Linked DNA regions of Ovis aries: region 1 is linked to region 2. Evidence: chromatin contacts called from public Hi-C data. All regions are on one chromosome and are shown on one strand. The core of a region is the stretch at or near the end of the contact, and the rest is flanking DNA. Distances in the headings are between cores, read along the strand shown. Region 1 overlaps ABLIM1 (actin binding LIM protein 1). Region 2 overlaps ABLIM1 (actin binding LIM protein 1).

Region 1 (7,262 bases), core at 3,802-6,301, 66 kb before region 2:
CTTGTTTTTTTACCCAGTCTATTTTGGATGTCTTTCCATGTCTGCACACAAATCTACCTTATTCTTTTTAACAGTGTGTAGTATCCCATTAATGACTATAATTAATTTAACCACTTTCTCATTAATGTCCACATATGTTGTTTTCAGTTTTATTGTTACAAAAATGCAGTAGGGGGTGAATATATATTTTTCAGGGGATAGAAACACATACATTCACATGCACATCCTTTTCAAAATTTATTTGCAGAGTGAAATTTTAGCCATGAGATTGCTGGATCTAAAGGTTATGTAAATACTGAGTGCCCAAAGGTCACCAGAAACACATCTGTAGTCGAAAATTAAAAGTCAAGTGTACTTAAACCTCAGCATGGAAGAAAACCACAATAATTGTGAGGCACTGCTGGGGGACATTTGGAGGAATCTTTATGGGACTTGAGCTTGTGCCGGGTACTATAGGAAAGTTTTTCTAGAAGAAGAGAGAATTCAAGTTGGGCTAGAAATGTCATCATTAGTACAGGAGCAGCAGCCACAGATGTGGTCAGAAGAGGGGGGTATTGAATCACTTTGTGTACTGAGGGGGCTTGTCTGCACATTTCTTTATTCTCTGAATGATTTTCGTGATCGATTGGGGATATCAGGGGCAACCTGCCAGCAATGCTTTCTTTCTCTTTCTCAGGTACATTGATTTTAAGTATCTCTATTTGGAGAAGGCAATGGCACCCCACTCCAGTACTCTTGCCTGGAAAATTCCATGGACGGAGGAGCCTGGTAGGCTGCAGTCCATGGGGTCGCTAAGAGTTGGACATGACTGAGCGACTTCACTTTCACTTTTCACTTTCATGCATTGGAGAAGGAGATGGCAACCCACTCCAGTGTTCTTGCCTGGAGAATCCCAGGGACGGTGGAGCCTGGTAGGCTGCTGTCTACGGGGTCGCACAGAGTCAGACACGACTGAAACGACTTAGCAGCAGCAGCAGACATTTAAATTGCTTTCCAGAAAGGTTGCCCAATTTACATGCAAGGCTCAGAGATAATGCATGCTCAGTGGATTGGTTCAAGACCACCACAGTAAGGCAAATACAGCAGTTAAATGAGCCACACAAATTGTTTGCTTTCCCAGTGCATGATGAAAGTTATATTTACTCTATGCTGTAGTCTGCTGAGTGTGCAATAGCATTATGTCTAAAACAGCAATGTACGTACCTAAATTAGAAAATATTGCTGAAAAAATGCTACCATCTGAGCCTTCAGTGAGTCATAGTAGTAACATCAAATATGGCTGATCACAGATCACCATAACAGATATAATAATAATGAAAAAGTTTGAAAAATTGGAAGAATACCAAAATGTGACACAGAGACATGAAGATAGCAAAGGTTTTTGAAAAGATGATGGCAATAGACTTGATCCAGGTAGCATTGCCACAAATCTTGAATTTGTTTAAAAAAAAAAAAAAAAGTATTATCTTCGAAGCACAATCAAATGGTGTATGCCTATACGTTCTTCTGGGTTCTTTTAAATACTCAGCTTCCCTAATAATGATGTATCTAATAATCAGAATAACAGCAACTGTAATAGTAGCAAACTTTCATAGAGACCTGAGTCCTTTATTCCATTGAATCCTCATCAGAGAACTTGAGACAGGCACTAATAACATCCTGGCTTTCATATGAGGATCCCAAGGCTTAGAAAAGGGGGGAACTAGGCTGGGTCACGTGGTTAGCCAACAGCGAGCTGGGGTTCAGAACCAGGGTGTCCCATTCCAGCGCCTACATTCTTTACTGTGAAGAAATACCTTCTTCTTTATCTTCTTCATAGGATCCTGCCACGGAGAATTTAAAGCTGAGGAATTAAGAGCCACTGAATTGATGATCACAAATTTTGGAAAGTCTGGTTTAGGGTGATAAGGCAGTAGAGTCCTGTTTACAAAAACGAGACTTATGGGCATTGCTCCAGAAGTCGCATATATAGTATTAAGGGAGGCAGCCAGCATGGGAGGGGGAGAGGGAGCTGGTACTTGGCTACTCACAGGTGCCCTCAATTAAAAGGCTGAGGAGCGCCTTCTTAAAATCACAGCCAAGACGCTATAATTAAATATTCTCTGGGCCAGCTGGAGCTCAGAGGCTGTTTAAATCACCCCAAGGAAATAAACAGATGAAGGACATCCAGGCCCTTGGATCTCACGATGTTCCCACTCTAAGGGAGGATGGGGGGGTCTGCGAGCCCTCTGGGCCAGAACGCGGAATGAAATGGCGCTTAAGTAAATAGTTACTGAGTATGTGGTGGGTGCATGCTGGGGATCAAAGGGGGTCCACCTGCTTGGATTAGCAAAACTATGGATTTAACAAACGTGGAGTAAGGGCCGGCGGCTGTTCTTTTCCAGATTGCGCTGGCTGCGGACGAGACATCAAGAATGGACAGGCCCTGCTGGCGCTGGAAACGCAGTGGCACTTGGGTTGCTTTAAGTGCAAGTCCTGCGGCAAAGTCCTCACCGGCGAGTACATCAGCAAGTAAGCCTGGGGCGCAGGCGCGGATGGATCCTTCAGCAGGGTTGGGGCATCATGGGCTGCCCTGCGCTCGCCGAATACACCCTAGCCCAGCCCAGCCCATCAGACATAATGAAAGACCTTCACATTCCACAATCCGTATGAACTTTTTGCTATGAAACTTTGGAAAGGAATTTTATTCTTCTGTTGTTGCCTGCTATAAATTTAATGAAATGTTCATCATTGCCTAATGTAACAACGAAGCTGACGTAATGGTAGGCTATATGTTGCAACCAATTAAGCATTTAGTAATTTTACTTTCGCTAATCCCCCCTCACCCCCGTCATTTCCCCATTGAAACTACTGATGGTAAACCTTTATCCTCCTTCCAGGTCTCAGCCATGTCTGCTGGCCCTCCCCTGCCCCCATCCCCCCAAAAAGAAACTCAGCGTCCAGGCACAAAGCCCATTAGGACCACTCTGGAGTAGGTTCCTTAGAGTCAGAGGCTGGTGTAGAGAAGAGCTAGAGCAGGTGACGTTTTGAGGGTTTTGTTTAATGTGACCTTGAATAGCTAGTTACAGTGGTTACCTTTTAAATTGAGGAAAGAATGAGCATGGGGTGGGGGGAGGGCCTAGAGGCAGTAAGGGAAAATTTTCCCCTATCCACTTTAAAAAATGTTCTCCAACCAGCATCTATTAAAAAATTTTTTAATGAATTTAATGTATGAATATACACAGTGAGACTAAATAAGTAGCTTGGGCCCCACCCCCTAGAAATCTAATTCTCCAGATCTGGGGTAAAGCAAACCCTGGTATTCGGGATGCAGAAACTACACAGGTGATTCTGAGGCACAGCCAAAGAGAACTGCTCCGCCTTTAACACTGACGCCTGTGCAGAGCTAGGTAACTGGGCTGTCTGGAGACGTTTTAACTCTCCCATGCAATGGCACACCTAGAACATGATATTTTAACTGTGTCATGAGGTAAATGAGGGGCTTCCCAGGTAGTGCTAGTGGTAAAGAACCCGCCTGCGAATGCAGGAGACATAAGAGATGCAGGTTCGATCCCTGGGTGGGGATGATCCCCTGGAGAAGGGCATGGCAACCCACTCCAGTATTCTTGCCTGGAGAATCCCATGGACAGAGGAGCCTGGTGGGCCTCAGTCCATAGGGTCGCAAAGAGTTGGACACCACTGAAGCAACTTAACACGCATGCAACAGGTAAATGAAGGCAGTTTCAGGAGGATGGTTGAGAGGCCCTGGGCCCCCAGGCTCCCTCAGGGCCAAGGAGAAGGCGTCTCTGCGCTCTTAGGAGGCTCTGGTGTGTGAATCAAGGAGGTGTCGGGGAGGAGACAAGGAAGAGGAGCATGGGACTACAGCTGAAGCCTGCCAGGCCTGGTGCTGCAAGAGAGGGACGCCTTGGTTTTTGCTAGCGAGGTCTGAGGCAGTCAAGGAATGCGCAGCGACAGCCGTTTGGCTGTTACTCCTGTGTGGCCTGGAGGACCTCAGCACTCTCGCTGGAGAGTTTGCTCTTGTGGGTTTTGACCCTCCCCCACCAGGGCTCCTCCAGGCATGTGAATGGTAGTTGAGCGAGAAATAACTTCTGCTCGGCTTCTGTGCAACTGGGCGGAGAGAGATGGGGTCTGGGCGTCTTTCCTGCCCTCGGAAGCTGAGCTGTCTTTGTCCTGCAGGGATGGTGCTCCATATTGTGAAAAGGACTACCAGGGGCTCTTCGGGGTAAAATGTGAAGCCTGCCACCAGTTCATCACAGGGAAAGTCCTGGAGGTAAGTGACACACGGGCGCCCCTCAGAACCACCGTCATGGTCCTCAAGGCTCTTGGAAACACACAAGGGTCTCTTTTTCCATCTTTTTCTCACGTGCAGAGGAAAGAAAGTAGAGAATGGCTGTGTAACACTGTCTTCTCAGGCAGTGTCTACTTCATGCTGGACACCGGAAGGATAGAGGACATGAGGGCAAAAAAGAATGAAGAAGAGTCTAGAGGAATTATGTAGGAGGAACGGTTATATTAAACTGTTCTTTTGTTTAGAAGTTAGAAAAGAGGAAATGAAGACTGTGTTCGAGCCACGTGTGTCTGTGTGTACAAATGTGTGTATAAGTGAGTGAGTAAGTGTTAGTTGCTCAGTCGTGCCCGACTCTTTGCAACGCCATGGACTGCAGCCCACCAGGCTCCTCTGTCCGTGAGATTTTCCAGGCAAGGATACTGGAGTGGGTTGCCATTTCCTTCTCCAGGGATCTTCCCAACCCAGGGCTCGAACCCGGGTTTCCTGCACTGCAGGAGATTCTTTACCAACTGAGCTACAATATGGGCCCGCAATCTGTGTGTGCACATATCTGTGTGCTCACGTGTGTACACATGGGAGCGTACAGACTCAGCGAACAGAGGCTCTGAACGGTAGTTAAGAGAAGAAAGTCGTTAGAGGTGAGGGTGTAGGCTTCCTCACCCTTAGAAAACCACATCCTGTTTGACCCAGAACGTCCTGTGGCCCAGGCTGACAGAAGCCTGTCAAGTTCAGGTGTGACTGCCTCGCACTGGGAAGCTTGGTTCCTGCTTTCTCAGCAGTTGCCCCACCAGCTTCTGCCTCTGGGCGGAACTGAGCTCCTGAGCTGGCGCCATCAGTAGACTTGGGGCCAGAGGTCAGAGAGTCACTCCCGCCTGCCCACAAGCCTGCGAGATATTAACCCACTCTGATGGGAAAAGTAAGGGCTTCCCAGGTAGCTTCCCAGGTGGGTCAGTGGTAAAGAATCCGCCTGCTAGTGCAGGAGATACAAGAGACCTGGGTTCGACCCCTGGGTCAGGAAGATCCCCTGCAGGAGGAAATGGCAACCCACTCCAGTATTCTTACCTAGAGAATTCTATGGACAGAGGAGCCTGGAGGGCTACAGTCCACAGGGTCACAAAGAGCTGGACACCGCTGAGTGCACACACACACACACAGACAATGTTGCCTCACACCCACCCCAAGTCTCAGGGTGAGGATGTGTGCTGAGCAGAGGTGGGTCAGGACGCCCAATAGGGTCCTGGGAACATGACCGGGCAACTTGTCACATTGCTTCTGTAGACACCAGGTCACTATATCCACATCACCACATTCAAATTTCCCAGCAGGGTGTGGTCCAGGGACCCAGGACATGAATCTGAGTGGCCCCTGAGGTGTCCCTGGGCATCTTCTGTGGGTGTAGTCTTCCTAATCCCACAGCAAGCCCCGTGATGCCTTCCTGTCCATGAAATACAGGACAGGGGGCAGTGCTGGCTCTGTGCTGGACCTAGTCCAGCTAATTAGATTTGAGATGCAGGTCGTCAGTGCACTTCCTGACCCAGAGGAACAGTGTTTCGGGAAGAGCAAACTGCAGTGGCAGAGGCTCAGCAGCAAGGACAAGTACAGCATACCCAAGAAACCAAGTCATTTGGGCAGGACTGTGGGTGAGAGAGAGGATGCTGGAGGAAGGGAGGGGCCTGAGTGTGAGGACCTCAGAAATCAGTCAGGAGTTTGGCTTTACCTTGAGGATGGTGGGAAGTATTGAAGTGATTGTAGCTGGAACATCACGTGATAGGATCAGACTGCAGTGTGAAGAATGGGAGGGAGTCCTCAAATGAGTGTGCCCCCCTGTTCACAGCAGCTCTGCTCACACCAGGCAGAAGGGAAAGCAACCCACGAGTACATGGATGGATGGATAAACACAGCGTAGTATTTAGAGACAGTAGCCTGTCCCTCAGCCTTAGGAAGGAATTCTGACATGTGCTACAGCATGCATGTACCTTGAAAACATTATGCCAAGTGGTAGAAGCGGTCACAGAAGACTGCATACTATGTGATTCTATTTACATGAAATATATGGACTAGATGGATCCATAGAGAAAGCAGTTACCTGGACTTGAGGGCAGGGAGAGAGTGGGGAGTAACTGATTATTGGTTCCCACTTAGGGTGATGAATCTGCTTCAGAGGTAGAGGAAGTGGTTGCAAAACCTTGTGAATATCCTAGATGTCATGGAGTTGTTCCCTTTAAAATGGTGTATCTGATGTTATGTGAATTTCACCTCAATAATGGATGTAAATGGAGTCGGGGGGCAGACAGGGAGGGCAGGTAGAGGAGAGCTTTGGACAGCAAACAGTGGTGCCGCTGGCTGGAGTGACACCTGAGAAGTGGACCCCCACCACCCACACACAGTTGGGGTAAGGGGGATTTCTCATGGCCCTTCCAATAAGGCTTTTATTGCGAGTCCAAGGATACTTCAAGGCTGGGTTTGGGGCCCAAGGTCATGCACATCCTTAGGAAAGCTATTGGAGAAGATGGATGTGACGCGTCCAGAGTGTCGCTTGAAATCCAGCCATCTCATCCCCCGACAAGTGCAGTGGTCCTTGTCTGTCCTCTCAATCTGCCCCTCGTCCCTCCACAGAGCAAGGAGCCCTGCGAGAGACTCAACAGCATTTCCTTTGAGCTTCCCAAGTTTGATCTGCTACATGGGACTGAGATAAACCTGTTGAGGTGGGAGCAGTTAGGAAATTTCATTTTAAAACAGCAGGAGGATGGGGTTTAGACTTACTGGAGTAATCCATGCATGAAAAAACCAAATCACTCTGCTGTACTCCTGAAACAAATATAATATTGTATGTGGATCCTAATTCAGTAACAAATAAATAAAACACTAGAACTATTTCCCAGATGTTTGGCTATAGCTAAAGGGACAGGAAGACAGTGAATGCCGCCCCCAGCTTGGAGCCCCCACATTTGTAGACAGCATGGATGGAGGCAGC
Region 2 (6,946 bases), core at 798-3,297:
GCAAGGCTTCTTTGAGAAGGTGATATTTAAGCCAAGACTGAAGGAGGAAGAAAAGCACAAGTGGAACGGGGGATAAGGGCACGCTTCTCAGGTCGAGGAAGCAGCAAGGATAAGAGTCCTGGGGCAGTGACATGTTCCTGTCCCGTGAGTGACGGTGGGCAGTGAGAGACACAGGAAAGGCAGGCAGGGCCGAGATCCCGAGGCCCTGGGAGCGGTGACTCCGTTCTTTGCAGATGCTGACTCCAGAAGAAGGGTAGTAACCGTTCAGACTGTATTCTTCACAGATCTCTGTGGTGCCTAGTGGATTTGGAGGTGAGGCCGTGGCCGGAGTCCAGGCGAGCATGGGTGGTGACTGCATGGTGCTAGGATGGTGGCCGTGGAGATGAAATGTGCTCGATGGTGTTGTTGGGGACAAGGAGAAAAAAGAAGCCCCCAAGTGCACTTTCAAGGCTGACGGCACAGTTCGCTCTCATTGACCTTTCTTCCTTGGTTATGTTTTCCCTTATTCAGAACAGTTACAAGTCTTTCTCTTTTTAGTCAGCTTAAGTCTTTAGGCAAGTGTAGGGACTTCAGCCAGTCGTGATTAGGAAGCCACAGTCTGAACTCTTACATGTCACTCTTTCTTTTACAGCCTACCAGGACTTCCTCCGAAAGCATTTACTCTCGACCAGGCTCCAGCATCCCTGGATCTCCGGGCCATACTATCTATGTAAGTATCCGCTTCTGGAAGAGATACTTCCAGGCCAGGTAAGGTAGCAGATGGTAAGTGTGGACTGGATAGTCTGAAAGGGAATAATTCAAAATGCTTTCTATTTCTGTTACGAGATCCAATTTTCATTCTTGTAGATCAGCCGTCTCAATCCCATTTTCCTCCAGACGATCGAATGTTTCTATGGATGTGACCATCAGTATAGAGTGACTGAGTAGATAACGCTATAAAATGCAGTAATGTGATACAGGACTTGAAAAATTATTGTACCTAACTTGCATATAGATTTTTGGAGATTAATTATATGTTTTATAATTCCAGTACTGAGTGTCCTTAAATTCTTCCACAAAGGTCTTTAAATATTTAGTTTATTAAATATGCAGTTCTTGTTTTTAGCCATCTGGGAGGATTTTTTGACCATCTGTTTGAGCTTTCTCTTCTCTGTCATAATTTAGGAAATCCTGAAGGTTTGCATTCTTCTCTATTTGATGAATTCTACTTAGACTTTTTCCCAAGCTTTTGGTGACTTTTTTTTGAAAACATGAATATCTGGTATAAACGGGAAACTTTATTTTTTAAATTTATTAACATATAGTTGATGTACAATATTATATCTATTTCCACTGTATAGTAAAATAATTTAGTTATACATATGTGCACATATTACTTTTCATATTCTCTGCCATTATTTCACAGGATATTGAATATAGTTTCCTATACCGTACAGTAAGACTCTTGTTTATCCATTCTACTTAAGAAATTTTGCATCTGTTAGTCTCAAACTCCTAATTCTTCCCACCCCAATCTCCCTCCCTCTAGGCAATCACAATTCTGTTCTCCATGTCTGTGAGTCTTAAACAGGCAGCTTTATAAACAGTGACCATGCTGAGCAAAGTATTTTGGGATTTGTTTATTTTTAAGATTTTAACTCTTTAAATAAGACGTGAGACGCACGAACCACAGTTCCTCAAACATAAGATGGCAGAATGATTTTTCTTTCTGTTTAACTTTGGCAGGCAAAAGTGGACAATGAAATCCTGGATTACAAGGATTTAGCAGCCATTCCCAAGGTCAAGGCAATTTATGACATTGAACGTCCAGATCTCATCACCTATGAGCCTTTCTACTCTTCGGGCTATGATGACAAACAGGAGAAGCAGAGCCTGGGAGAGGTAATAAATTCCCGGAGGCTGTGACTGGCACAACTTCTTTCTCTTTTGCCACCTGTATAAAAACTACTGATTGGGATCAAGATGAGTCAGAGAGTCCTCCTCATTGCTCACTGTTTGCAGGCTTCTGTAGCAGGTGCTTCAGGCAGTCAGCAGCCTATTGCACCATCCCCTCCCCGTGGGAGGGGTGGAGAGGTGGCAAGCAGACCAACCATAGCCAACAACAGAGCAGGAGGAGTGAGTATCAGGACCAAGCCGGAGGGAAGAGGAGCTGACTTGCTGGGAAGGGAGCCGAAACTGGGGACAGTCTGTGAGCAGAGGCTTTGGGGGGAAGGGTCCTCTGGGGTGAGGGGGGAGCCTTGGGGCGAGCTGAAATACATTCATGGGGCTCGTGAGGAGAGAGAGCACATCCCCTAAATTTTGACAACTGTGTCTTCCAGCATCGTAAGATAATTGGTATAGGCAAGAAAAGAATGCATAGGGTCGCAGTGCAGCACAGTGGTATTGAGATGGGCTTCTGGAATCAAGTTACCTGGGCTTAACCCAGGGACTCCACTCATTCGTTATGTGACTTTGACCGTGAGACACCCTTTATAATCCTAACTTGTCTGTAAAGCAGATAATGACAGAATCTATGTATATACGTACATTGGTGTGTATATATTTACATATATATATCTATCTTTAATTTTTTTTAATTTTTCTAATCTGGTTTTGTTTTCCAGAGCATAGCTCCTGGGTGAAATGATCCCTAGGGTGGGAAGTGGTGTCTGTTTTCATGTAGTGCCACCTAGTGGTCACATTCCTGTAACTGCATCTGCAGCCTTTAACGTGCAGGTTGATTGATCGATTGGCTTGGGAGGTTCAGTTGCCTTTGCGGGGCAGAGTTTCACAGAGGATAAGGGGCAAAGGAAGGTTCCTGAACAGAGTGCATAGAAGCTGGTCCTATAGGAAGTGAATGAGAATTGCCTAATGTTCAAGCCTTACAAGCAAGGGAGGCGAGTTGCTTTATGGTGTTATGGGCCCAGATGTTTGAGCTTTGAAGTGAACATTTTTGTGTTTGGAACCAGACTCTGATATTTACTCTCCATATGACTTTGGGAAAATTGCATATTTCCATCTCGTTATCTGTAGACTCAAGATAATAGGGACACCTACCGTAGAGGTTTTCTGTAAGGATTAAGTGAAATATTTAGATTCTGGCACATAATAAGTACTCAACAATAACCTAGACTGATGGCCTACTGGTTTCTCTGAGCATAGAGTCTGGACTAGGTGGATGCCTTCCCATCAGAAATCAGATGTGTTCATGAACTCGTCTCCAACCCATGAAGCTTGCAGTTTAGAAGAGTTTGCAAGCTGTTTCGTTATCCTTTCAATCATTAGCACTTCCATAGAATCCATATACTGCCATTTTAGAAACACTGGAGAAGTAAGCTTGAAGTTCTGTGTAGCCATCTGTGCCTCCAGAAAGCAGATCAGACCAGACCATGGGGCTCGAGGAAGTCTGGAGTACAGATGGCTAGCAACTTCTTGTACACTTGGGAAAGAAGGGCAAATTTTGAAACTGAGAAATCCGCCACTGGCCGTGTTCTTCAGAACACTTCATTTGCATTTCATTTCTATTTGAAAGCTTTTTTGCATTTTTAATTGTGAACATTTCATTCATTCATTTAGGAAATATTCATTGGGTACCTAATATGTGCCAGGAGCTGCTCCAGTCGCTGGGAACACTTAGTTGTAAATGAATGGATTTCTTGCCCTCATGGAGCTTGCAGTGGAAAGTGGGAGACATATAATAGACAGACAGATACAGAACATAACATTACAGGGTGATATTGCTTTGACGGAAAATGAAGCAGAGTAAGGAGAAAGTACACGGGGGTTGGGGGGTGCTGGGTTGCTGCTTTAAGTGGGAGGATCACAGAAGGTACTGGGTGGTAATGCATTTGAGCAGAGGCCTCACTGAAGACGGGGAGTGAGCCCTGCAGGTGTCCGAGTGGAGAGCACTGCTGGCAGAGGACACAGCAAGTGCAAAGGCCCTGAGGTGAGAGAGTGCTTGGCCTGCTGGCTGCCTCGAGGAATCCTAGAAAGATGGAAGCCAGAAGGTGAATGGTGATGAGGTCGACAAGGCCTCCTGGGGAAGATGCCACCGAGGCAGTCACCATAACATATTACGTGATTACTTACTGTGGTTATAACTTAGTCAGCAACTGTGCTTACCAAATTCTGTCTCAGTAGACACTGTAACTCATGGTGGTAAACCATGAATATAGAGAGGAAATAGTTCCAATTTCTCTAACTTAATTGCCTAGAAGCATTACAGCATATTTGTCAAAACCTGTGGTTATCAGGCAGACACATGCGCCCCAGCCCCCCAAGGGCTTTGTCACTGTGTACCTGTCTGAGCCCCACTCTCATCTTCTGAGTCAGAAGATGGAGGACAGGCAAGGGTGCTGGCATGTGTGGTTTGAATAACGTTTCCAGATGATTCTGATAAGCAACTCTAATTAAAGCGAGTTAACATGTGACTTTCTCTTTTATTCTTCCAGTCTCCAAGGACTCTCTCTCCTACTCCATCAACGGAAGTAAGTGCCATTTTTGAAAATTTAAATGGGTGGAATTGCAGAATTACTTGGACCTTTCCTAGACTCACATTTTTGCAAAAGGACATTAAATGAACAGAAAAACTGCGTGAGATTATGGTGAATGTAGGAATCCTTAGTGTAAGATACGACTGTAAGATGCAGAAGCACATTTCTTTTTAAATGGACACAAGGAAATTAAGCCAGTTGTACATTGCACCTCTGAATAGCAGGAAAGTGTTTGCAGGGAGTAGAGCCATCTGTCCCTATGTTGGGCTCTTTCTCATCAACCATAATTAATTGATCTGATTCCCAACCTACTAGATTATCTGAAATGGCCAACTGTGGCCATGGTGTTTCTATCAGCAGAGCCATCTTCATGGAAGACCAGCCCTCTTAGTCTAAAATCAATAGCCTTACCTCCCTTCTCAGGCTAGACAGACCATATAGTAGCTTTTATCAAGTCCACCAGACTGTCTGTTCCCTTGGGAATAACCTCCTGAGTGTGTGGATCACATAGAGTGGTCAGTGATTGTTCCATAGTAAGCTATGGGTCCCGTGTCAACCCAAACATGCTCTTCCCTTCTGTAGCATCCAACACCAAAGACACAGCTCCTAAATGATTTTTACTCCCAACCCATTTTATTAAACGTTCTTCAGGAAGCTGGTGATTTTGATTTAGAAAATGAAACACCACCTTCACACTGTAGCCCTGGTCCCAGAAATTCTTGGTTTTGCCCTCATCCACATTGACTTACCTACATGATTACCAGAAGCCTTAGAAGTACTTCCTATTGTTCCTGTGTAATTTTTCTCTCGGAGGGTAGCTTTAAACTAGCAGCCTAAGCTCAGACCAACTCAAATCTGAGCATGGTCCAGCACCCAGGTCCACCCCAGCACTTCTTTCATGTAAGCTGTTAGAGATAATAATAAAGGGATTGTTTGTTCCAGCATGCTTCTTATTATTCTGCATTTCTTTATGCATCTAGTGAGCAAACTCCTCAGGGGTTAGGTCTACCCCCATCTACGAATAATAATTATAATAATAAATAAAATCAGTGGTCTTGTCTTAAAGTCGAGTAACTTTCTGGATAGTCTATATAAAACTGGACTGGGGTAATCACTGTAATTTGAGATGGTACAATCTCTGTAGTATTGTGATGGTTTATACTGAGTGCTATGAATAATTTCTGTGGGCATTTATGACTGAAGTGATGAAGCAGTCATTTCTGTAATTGACCACTTGCAAGATTGAGGCACATTACTGCAGGAATTTTGTTTTGTTGTTGTTTCAATTTATTGTCAGAGCCAACTAGGATCAAACCAAAGCTTTTTTGCCTCTTGCATTTCATATATCCATGGTAATTGAGATTTCAAATCATTTTTGTGCATTTTTTCAAACTTTTATTTTTATTGTGCTAGTAAAAACTTCACAGGACAGCACTCTCCTAAAGTGTAAAACATTCCATGTACTCGTCTAATTCTTATACAGTTTTATGTTATGGTTGTGTGTGTGATTTTTTTTTAATTTTATACGTACAGTATTCTTTAGATTTGGACATGGTGTGATGTTACTGTATTCCATTAAATTGATATGCCAATAGCTTAAGTGTACCCCCCATTTGTTGAGCACATAATACAAAACTTTGTCTTTATAAATGGTGACATTATAAATATCTGAGGAAATTTTTCTACTTAAAGATCATTAAAGTATTTTTAGGATTTGCCTCTTAGAGATAGAATTATTGGATTTGAGGCCACCACAAGCTTACTCTCCAGGAAAATCAACTTAGAATGTCCCCAGATCAACATCATAGATGGTATGAGTCGGTGGTTGGATCCAGGGGTGAGATTAGAGTCAGGAGGCTGTTTCTGAAACAGGTTCCGCCTGTACGAGCTACACACCTGCCCACAGGTCTCTTAGCTGCATGGAACCTTCTGGAACAGCCTGCATTTATGGAGAAGGGAGGGAACACCACGTGCTCTTCCTTCCTTCTGATGCAGGTCTAATGATACAACCTATGTGAATGCACTTTGTAAAACTGAAAAGCATCATATAAACATGGTCGTTGGAATTATTCCCTCTTTTCCCAGATCTCTGTCCACATTGGAGTTTATTTATCACTTTAACATCTTAAAATCTTGGTAAAGGCAAGGACTACAGGTTTTGAACAAAAGGTGTTACCCCTGGAATGTTCGTTTGCGTACCTACTTAAGGGATGTGCCCCTAACATGTATACAGGAGCGGGCCGATGCGAGAGTTCGTGGGGGACTTGGATGCAGCTCGACTTCACTTGAGCCTGACAACAGCCTGCCTGTGATTTGTGCGCCCACCGTCTCACACTTTCTTCCAGGGGTACCCGGATGGGCGGGACCGGATGATCCACCGGTCCACAAGCCAGGGCTCCATCAACTCCCCGGTGTACAGCCGCCACAGCTACACTCCAACCACATCCCGCTCTCCTCAGCATTTTCACAGACCC

Evidence for each region. Hi-C and Micro-C count contacts between places; a contact is called where the count stands out from the background.
Region 1: a Hi-C map of liver shows a contact between it and region 2, with 8 times the contacts expected there. The contact joins two enhancer-like sites. A contact is called at or near these places in 9 of 16 Hi-C or Micro-C datasets (blood, hypothalamus, liver and 4 more).

What each region holds. Positions count from the first base shown.
Region 1 is chr22:34,552,025-34,559,286 of ARS-UI_Ramb_v3.0, reverse strand. ABLIM1 (actin binding LIM protein 1) reads left to right here. Exons shown (of 19, transcript XM_060404731.1): 5 at 2,385-2,511; 6 at 4,177-4,270. Among named protein-coding and RNA genes, the nearest start is that of AFAP1L2, 110 kb to the right of the region's middle. Within about 2 kb of position 5,051, at least 6 of the 54 cell types and tissues checked have an H3K27ac peak or open chromatin away from gene starts, as enhancers often do.
Region 2 is chr22:34,483,187-34,490,132 of ARS-UI_Ramb_v3.0, reverse strand. It overlaps ABLIM1 (actin binding LIM protein 1), which reads left to right. Exons shown (of 19, transcript XM_060404731.1): 9 at 632-709; 10 at 1,726-1,881; 11 at 4,431-4,466; 12 at 6,818-6,946. Among named protein-coding and RNA genes, the nearest start is that of AFAP1L2, 37 kb to the right of the region's middle. Within about 2 kb of position 2,047, at least 6 of the 54 cell types and tissues checked have an H3K27ac peak or open chromatin away from gene starts, as enhancers often do.